Linked DNA regions of Gossypium hirsutum: region 2 is linked to region 1. A link is a contact called in public Hi-C data. All regions are on one chromosome and are shown on one strand. Each heading gives the region's core, a stretch centred on a gene start, on an enhancer-like site or on the middle of the called end of the contact. The rest is flanking DNA. Distances are from core to core; before and after follow the strand shown. Region 1 holds the start of LOC107960316 (3-phosphoinositide-dependent protein kinase 2). Region 2 holds the start of LOC107930653 (ATP synthase subunit d, mitochondrial).

Region 1 (4,648 bases), core at 1,462-3,961:
AAAAGCGAGCTTCATCCTCTGATAAACGACCTTTCTGAACAAAAAAATAGCCAGATTGTGATACTGAACCATGAATAAATCAACAGATATCAGACCAAGTGCTAAATAACAACAACAAAGTTTGAGCTCAAGATAATACAGGCATTCAAAGCTATAACTAAGGGATAGAGTTGGCAACATTATGCAATGAACTTTAAACGGCTCCAAACTGGTGATTGAGTAAGACTTTATATCATAGATAAAGAAGTATATCTGACTATCCCAGATTTCTTATCATTAGTTTTGCCAGAAAAATAGAGAACAAATATACAATTGAAAATGTTCACCAGATTAATTGAGAGCAACTAATCAATTTCAAACAGCTCAATCAATGCTCCGAGGGGGGAAAAAAAGCTACCACACAACACACCCTCTTTGATGTATGAGTTTTCTATGAGGATGTAGGAATACATGCCAAGAGTAACTTACTCTTGTTATTTGGTCAAAAAGTTCTCCACCTTCACAGGACTCAAGTGCCATGTCTTCACAATATATCAAAGAAAACAACGTCAAACAATGAAGCAAATTGAATGAACTGGCAATACATAATTAATGGAAGAAGATCAAGGAAGAATTTTTCCTTTTTTTTTGTAAAAACTAACTAAACAAGTATGCGCATAATATTAATAGAAGGCAACTAAAAATACCTACATAGCGAAAAAGTATCTTGAAATGTAAAATAGAGCCGCACAACGCCAGGATGCTCCAATTGGTCAAGCACTATACGTTCCAGCTTTACATATGCAGTTTTTTTTTCCTTAGTGATGAACTTTTTGTCCATGATCTTCAAAGCATACACCATTCCCGTATCCTTCTTCTTTGCCCTCACAACCTGATGGATATTCAAAATAACAACAAAGTGAATAAGAAGCTCAAATGAGAAATGGTGAGTGAAGAAAAGGATATACTAAAATAAATTAAAACAATTTCCAATAAAAAAAATAAAAAGAAGAAATGTTTAAAGCAGCAAAAACTAATGATAATAAAAAATAACCCCCCCAAGCAATGTCAATGAACACACACACACATATATGCATGTATATATTCTAAACTAACATATCAAGCAGCCGACACTTCTATACAAATTTCATTTCGTAAAGGAGTAGCATGAAACATAAATAAATTTGTCCAGTTTGGGTCATCCTTTTTCACTCTTAAGTCTTAACCATACAGACAGTTTCTGCCTTTTCTGCTCTTATCCAATATATACATTAATTTACTAAAAATATCAGAAACTTCTTCATTCACATCGTTAATGTCTAGTACACGGCTGAAGTGCTCAAATAACAGAAAGTACTTTAATTTAGCCTCACATTTACAAAAACTCAAATTTCTAAAAGAGTGACAATAAAAAGTGTTTATCAATAAGTTATTTAGATTCTGAGATGGTGAAAAGACAAAAGAGAAAAAAGGGAAAAAGAGATGAACAGCATAAAAATTAACCAAAAAAATATTTGATATCAATGTCATTATCTGTAAGACATAAAACAAAAAGAGAGAAATAAATAAGATCTTGATCCAGCAGTAAAAGGAAAAGCAGTAGGCTCAAAATCCCTCACTCCACTCATGTGCAAGTTGAACTATCACCGATTAAGTAAATATTTGAGGGTAGTAAAATATCACACATAGCCTAAATAAAGCATAGATAGTTCAACATGCACATGAGTGCGGTAGGCTAAAAGATTTTCCGTTCATCCTCTTTCCAAGCATAGCCTAAATATTACACAGTCAGCTAATATAGGAAACAGAAACAGAACAACACATTTTTTATTCAACAGAACATGTTTTTCTTTACACTAAGTTTCTATAAACTAAGCAAAATTATTTCCCTTTCATTCAAATAGCTTGTATCACTACCAAAAAAACCCACAAAATTCACAAAGATAGCTAAATTTATACCAAAAACACACAATTCATAAAGAAAGCATCATTGCCTATCAAGTTCATAAATTAAAGCATGCAAGCATACATGCAAATAATAATAATAATAATAGTAATAAATTATAACCAAAAACAGTGTGTGATCTACTTAGAGTGATTTGACTAGAATCAAACTCAAGTACAAAAAAAAAAAAAAACTAACCTTCGAGTAAGAACCAACACCGTAGATCTTACCCAGTTCAAAATCCTGAATACTGAAATTCTCTTGAGGAGCTCTAAATGCAAAGCTTTTAGATCTCTGAACATTGTTAGAAGCAACAGTATTAGAAGAATTGTCTTTGTTAGTATCATCAGTTCCCTCAACCCTAAGCTTTGAATCAAAATCCTTCTCCATGGCCAACATTTCTCTCCCAAAAATCCCCTTACTTTCCCTTTTACAACATCACAGCAATAAAAATAATTATTGAGAGAAGCTTTTCTTTTTCGATTTTAGTTTCCAGTCAAAGAGAAAAAAAAAGAAAAAGAATCCTTTTTCCTCTTTATTGAGATAGATTGGATCTTCCTTAAATATTCTTCTGAAAAAATGAGGAAAAAAAAGTTGAAATTGATTCTTTTCTTGTCACTATAATATAATTTTATGAAATTTATACAAATTTGTGTAACTATAATTTAAAATATATATATATTATATTAAAGGGAAAAAAGATGAAAATGAGAGTGATCAGCTTTTGAGGAATTTCAAAACCCTAGAAAGAAAAAATTAATATATGTAAAAAAGTGAAAGAGTTGTCTGTATGCTAACTATCTGTTGGAATAATTATATTTTTTAAAATATTTTAACATTTATTGATAATGATTTGTAGCTACGAGTTTGGGAATGATTTGAGTTAATAACTTTTAATTTGATTGTAAATTTTAAATTAAAAGTAGGTTTCTAATTTATGGTAATGCTAATTCAATTTTAAAAACCAAGCAATAACAAGAATGTTGTGAGTTTGATTCTTTTATTGCTGTAACTTTTTCCCAATTCAATATTTGCTAAATGAATTTTATGGTTTAAAATTATTTTAGTTACATATTTTATGTTTTATTTTAATAAATTATGTTTCTAACTAATTAATTATAACTATTATATTCCAATATTTAACTCACATCTGCAAATAGTAATTTTAAAATTTAAATATTATTCGAATCCCCTCTATTTGAAATGTAAAGTGAGGAATTTGATGAAGGATAAATATATGCTACATCATTTTCTCTTTTCTCCATAAACAATCTCTCAAAAATAAAAAACCTGATTGAAGGTTAAGTTTATTACATTCTTTTTATAAATTAATTTAATTGCTCTACTAACCTGAATTTAAATCCATATCACTTGATACTAATTTTTTGAATTTGTTTATTTTTATTTTTTAATTTTAAAAAAATTAAAATTATTTATTAATGTGATATATAAGACAAATATTACTATAATAAGATGAGATACACTTGAATTATCAAGTGAATTACCAAGCTAACATCGTTAAAAATTTAATATTTTAGGTGTTTAAAAAAAATTATTTGACTTTTAACTTAAAAAGGATAAAAGTTAAATTAACAATATATATATATGTAATTATACTTTTTTTTTAATCAATTATCTTCTTCTCTTTTATTTGTTTTCAATATAGATTTATGAATTGGTATCTAATTTCGTAATTTTCTTTGTGAATATTAAAAATAAAAATTCGATAATGAAAACGCTTTTAAATTGAAATTCAATTACGTGTTGAATAAAATAGAGTAAATTATAATTATTGAGAGTAGTAAGTAGGTCCAAAGCATGGGCGGTAGGACCCAGGTTACGTGTAGGCAAGAAATGTGGGCCAAGTGGGTTCCCAAAGAAAAGCATTGGAACGGCCCTTTGATTGGGACGTCACCTATTACATGGAAACAAACTCCACAATCTTGACTTCTCCATAAAAATAAAACATAAAAACAAATTCATATTTATAAAAATAATAATAAACATTACAAAAAAATATACGATAGTAAAAATAACACCTTAAATTTTAATTAAAATATGAGTTGATTATTATTTAAAAAGTAGGGCAACAATGGACGGTGAAGTTAATAAAGTCTAAACAATAGTGAATAATTTTTATATTTTTACTAAAGTGATGCTTTGTCTCTTTATGTAAACTTTTTTCTGTTCTCTTTGTACTTTTTTTTCTTGCTTTTCTCTTATGACTTAGTTCTTGGAGATTGATAGTATTTATACAGAACAAAGGAACATGTCATATGGCCCTACACATTGCAATGAAAGCTTCCAACTCCTAGGGCTGCAAAGATATGGGAAGTTAACCCATATTTCATGTCTAAGAAAGGTATTAACCGGGATATTTGAAAGTAGTTATTCTGAAATTTTGGCCTATTAAAGGTACGATTGATATTTTCTAGCTGAAACACAATATTTTCCTTTTTACTTTTAGCAATGAAAATGATAAAGGGTTGAGGTTCACTGTCCATTGTAATTTCCCACGCTCAACCCGTTCGTTGGATTAAGATATGAAGTGCCACGAGCCGAATCGTTGAAAACACTAAACCTTTCAACATCTTCCTTAGGAGGGTACCCATTTACTAGAGTGGCATTCAACTAACTAGAAAATATATATAATTGAAATCAAAATTTTTAAAATGGTACCACACCACTTTAAAAGTTTAAAGATACGAGTTTATAGCCTTTGAA
Region 2 (4,648 bases), core at 1,213-3,712, 590 kb after region 1:
TTTTAATCAAAACTCTTGAAAGTAACGAGGTTTTCATCGTGAGCATAGTCCTCTTGTTAGAGTTTGGCTTTCATATATTTCGATTTCCCAACAGTAATTTTCCTGTTGTGGTTGTTTTGTCAATACCATGATCATGAGTTTTGCATGTTTCAAGACACAAGATAACATGATTGAAAGTATTCTTCTTACTGACAGAAATCAATTGCTAGCATTTAGGGTCTATTTGTTCAGTGGAAGATTTTTTCGTATTGAATGTTTGTTTCACGGAAGATAGTTTATCAACAACAAATCCCCTGAATGACCCAAGTCCTTAGAACTTGGGGCAGCATTGGGTTCTGCCATTGATGCTGTCTTTGCGTGTAACTTGTTCTTACTGATGATGATGATTAGGAACCGTCGAAGTTGGTGCTGAATAAGCGGAGAATGCCGTTATGGGTGGGTCTGGTTGGTTTGGGTCCGATCATTTTGAGTTTTAAAAATATTAGGTTTGGATTTTTTTTTTTTTAGTTCAAATTGGGTCATTTCAAATTTGACAGTTGGATTTTTCGAGTTTGGATAATCTTGGATTCCTAAGGTTAATGAATGCTATTATGATGAAAACGTATAGGTATCCAGATTTTTTTGGTAAAAGTCACGAACAATGTTATAAGCTAAAAATAGAGTAAAATGCAAACTTATTTATGATTTTCTTGTTATATTTTATACGCAGTTATGAAATTTAATATTATCTTCTTCTTTTTTTAATTTATTTTAAATTCGTTGACATAATCACATTTAGAATTATAAAATGATAAAATTATTGTATGATAGTAAAGGTTCTTTTTCTTTCAATTTGTAATGATATTAAAAAAAAAAAACTATTTGGAATTCAGTCAACAATTGGCTAAATGTTCAAATTGAGCTCAACATTTTAGAGGTTGTTCATGTAAAGTTAAATCTTTTAAAATGGTCATATAATGGTTTAATCTTTTATAAAATGCTCTGTCAAATCTTTCAAAATTGTTTCTCAATTATCATATACGAAGTTTTAAATTATGTTTTTATTTTTTTTCCTTTTTATGCAGTAGTTATGTGTTTTATTCTAAACCTGTCAACTTTACTTAATTTTTACTATAAACTGGATTGAAGTGCATGAAAAATTCTTATTTAAAGATTTTTGTGAAGGTTAAGTCTTTATATGATCATTTTGAAAGGTTTAATCCTTAAATGAGCAACTCTTAAAATGTTACATTCTAATTTAAGCATTTAGCCTTAAGCTTTTAATATTTTTAGCTCAAAATAAAAATAAAAAGGATATCGTAAACATAAGCAGCTCCTGAGTAAATTTATTCATGGGTCGAGCTATTTATTTAGACTTAAAGACCTATCTGAAATTTGGGAGGGTTTGTGCAAGAATAATTGGCCCGTTTAAAATATGGATTGGACTTGAGCATTCAAGACTTGAGCTTGATCCAACCTATTTTTAAATTTGTAATATTTTATATTATGTTACTTTTATATATTATATAATGTATAACACATAAAAATTAAATCTATAATAATATATAATACTACTATAATATAAACATTAAAAAATGTTAAGATAATTTTATATAAAATTTTAATAAATGAAAAAGTATATAAAATTTTTAAAATATGGATGGGCTTGGGTAAAATTTTAAACTTGTATTTCGAGCCAAGCAGGGTTTGAGCAAATATAAAGTGTGTTAATATCATGCTTAAGCCCAGACCGAACTTGGATCAGACTATCTCAATCCGTGAATTAAATTTAAAAATAAAATGTGATATAATTTTTTGTCAAACTATTAAATCATTTGAAATTTTAAAAAAAAACTCTTAATATTTTTGTAATTAAATTTAAATGAAATATATTTTCATTAATAAATAGTAATTCGAGTCAGGTTAAATTTGTTAGAGGTCAAAAAAATCCTTTTTTCCATGCTTAATCTAAGTTGAGCCCACCTTATTAGATTGATGGCGGATTGTTCGCCTTTTAAACATTTTTTTCACAAGAGAGGAATTTATTTACATCAGTAATTTTACACTTTTTCATAATTTTTTATATAATTAATGTTTCAATAATCTAACAATTAAATTTTTTAATATATTTGTACTTGTTATGTATATAAAATCAATTATATATTTCATCTTATCAATTTTAAAATATTGTCAATATATATAATGATTGAAAGGTTTTTTCATATAAAATAAATAGTTAAATTTTTTTAATTTATACCAAACTGAATAGGCGTGATAGATAAATTATTAAAATATTAATAATATAAAAAGTTTATATATATATATATATTTTTTTTTTGCGTGTGTTTTAAGCAAGAGTTTTATAAATTAATGAACCCGGTCCAAAACTTCTAATTGGTTGACACATAAGCCCGATCTATCATGGGTCGGACCAGAGGTATTTGGATTAAGCCCAAACTAAGTACATCGAACCGGTCCATCTTAAAATTCTCAAAATTCCAATTTTGTCCACAATTAAACATCAAAATGCCCATTTAAGATTATTATTTCATTTCCCTAAACAAGAAGCAGCAGCCTTCATCAGTCATCTCCAAAAAAGTTGTGGAGAAAAAAATATTACGTTTGGGAAGCGAGAAAGTGCGAGAAAATGAGCGGAGCAGGAAAGAAAGTAGTAGATGTGGCTTTCAAAGCAGGAAAGAGCATTGATTGGGAAGGGATGGCGAAGCTTTTGGTCTCCGATGAGGCTCGCAAAGAGTTCGCCACTCTTCGTCGCACTTTCGATGAAGTTAACTCCACTTTACAGACCAAGTTCAGCCAGGTTAGGGTTTTCTATTCTCTCCCATCTCAGGTTTTTTTAATAACTTAGGACCTTTGGGTTAATCTATAATTAGATCTTTAGGGTTTTAGTCTTTTTTTTGGTTGATTAATGTTATTTATTGAAATAAATAATCATTTTTGAAGCTTCTATTTGTCATTAAGGGTGATTTTTCATTTGATGCTTGTATTAACTTTCTTGGTGATAATCTGATTCTGTTAAGCAGGAACCTGAGCCTATCGATTGGGAATATTATAGAAAAGGAATCGGCTCGCGATTGGTGGATATGTACAAAGAGGCTTATGAGAGTAAGTTTTTTTTCTGTCATGGTTGAGTTTTCATTCTATACTATTTCCTAGTTGCCCCCTTTATTCTTAGATCTGTTGTAGGGTTCCTAAAAGCATAAAAATGGTCTACTTACCTCATGTTTGAAGTCTTCACATGGTTGCAGTTTCCTCGATTTGTGAATTGAATTAACTGTTGTTTAAGCTGTGCTTCCTGTTATGAGATGATAATTTTATGAGTCGGATGATGATATGGTCACCTTGACTAGCTACAATGTTCCTTTTTCGTTTTTATTGTCTCAAAATAATTAGTGAAGTGTGGAATTTAATTCTGTCATCCATTCTTCGATTGTGGATATTTTTTATCTTTGTTAAACCTATTCCGATGGCCATATTGCCTATAAGGATGTTGTGTTCATCGATTGTTATATTTTTTATAGGTAAGTTCTTAATATTGTATATAAACGTGATTCTTGTTGTATATAAACCAGATTCTTGTCCAAAACGCTGTAAAAGTTTCTATAGAACAACTATGATTCTCATTACTCCTATGCTTTGGATGTTTGATGTAAAATAACCTTTAACTCAGACCTTTATTTGTTACAAAAAGAAAAGAAAAGAAAAGAACAATGTTACTCAACCAATGAACTAGATGATTTTCAGGTTTTTTTTTACGGTAAGGTGTTCCACGAGCACCTTCTTGGAATTAACTGTGTTAAATGGAGCTGCCTCCTTTTCACTGTTTACTTGCCATACTGGTTAGTTACAATGTTTAACTCTTTCTTTAGTGTAATTTTTTTGCTTTGATTATAGAATTTGTCTAACCGGGTTGTCACTTGGCTACAACTTTTGGAATCCACGGTTGTTTATTGTGTGAGTGGTTTCGATGAAGCTGTGGGGAGTTTGTGATTTCATCTGTTTTAATTTTATATACATTTTGAGTTATTAACTCTAATCTTTACACATTTTATATGCTTCCTTTCAGGCGTAGAGATCCCCAAGTTTGTTGACACAGTCACTCCTCAATTCAAACCGAAATTTGATGCATTGGTGAGAATCAACAGCATTCTTGATCCTCTTTTACCTGTCTCAGTGGTTTTGGTTTTCTTTTTCATCATCTGATTTGGTTATTTACTTGTGGTTAATAGTTGGTTGAATTGAAAGAAGCAGAAGAGAATTCTTTGAAAGAGTCCGAGCGTTTGGAGAAAGAAATTGCCGACGTTCAGGAACTGAAGGTAATTGCAAAACACTGCCCAAATGAATCTTCTCTTTATCGTAATTGTAATTGCAATTGTTGATTTTTGTTCTATTCTTTTTTCTTTATTTGAACAGCAAAAGATCAGCACCATGACAGCAGATGAGTACTTTGAGAAACATCCCGAACTGAAAAAGAAATTTGATGATGAGATCCGCAATGACAATTGGGGCTATTGAGACATGTTTGGTAATATAAGGGTCAGGCTATAAAACAGTCCCAACCAGTATTTCTGAGTTGGTCTTATCATTTCTTTTGTTGTTTTAACCCCAAATGATGATTACCGAAACTCTGTTTTTTGTGGTAATTTCATCG

The links. Hi-C and Micro-C count contacts between places; a contact is called where the count stands out from the background.
Region 2: a contact with region 1 is called in a Hi-C map of leaf, with 2.7 times the contacts expected there. The contact joins the promoter of LOC107930653 here to the promoter of LOC107960316 in region 1. A contact is called at or near these places in 7 of 34 Hi-C or Micro-C datasets (leaf and seedling).

The regions. Positions count from the first base shown.
Region 1 is chrA01:43,628,203-43,632,850 of Gossypium_hirsutum_v2.1, forward strand. It overlaps LOC107960316 (3-phosphoinositide-dependent protein kinase 2), which reads right to left and starts at 2,712. Exons shown (of 11, transcript XM_016896635.2): 1 at 2,123-2,712; 2 at 691-871; 3 at 469-521; 4 at 1-34. The coding sequence starts at 2,323.
Region 2 is chrA01:44,218,404-44,223,051 of Gossypium_hirsutum_v2.1, forward strand. It overlaps LOC107930653 (ATP synthase subunit d, mitochondrial), which reads left to right and starts at 2,463. Exons shown (of 5, transcript XM_016862345.2): 1 at 2,463-2,797; 2 at 3,021-3,102; 3 at 4,064-4,128; 4 at 4,227-4,313; 5 at 4,411-4,648. The coding sequence starts at 2,627. The coding sequence ends at 4,512. It overlaps LOC107930633, which reads left to right. Exons shown (of 4, transcript XR_005925593.1): 4 at 196-684.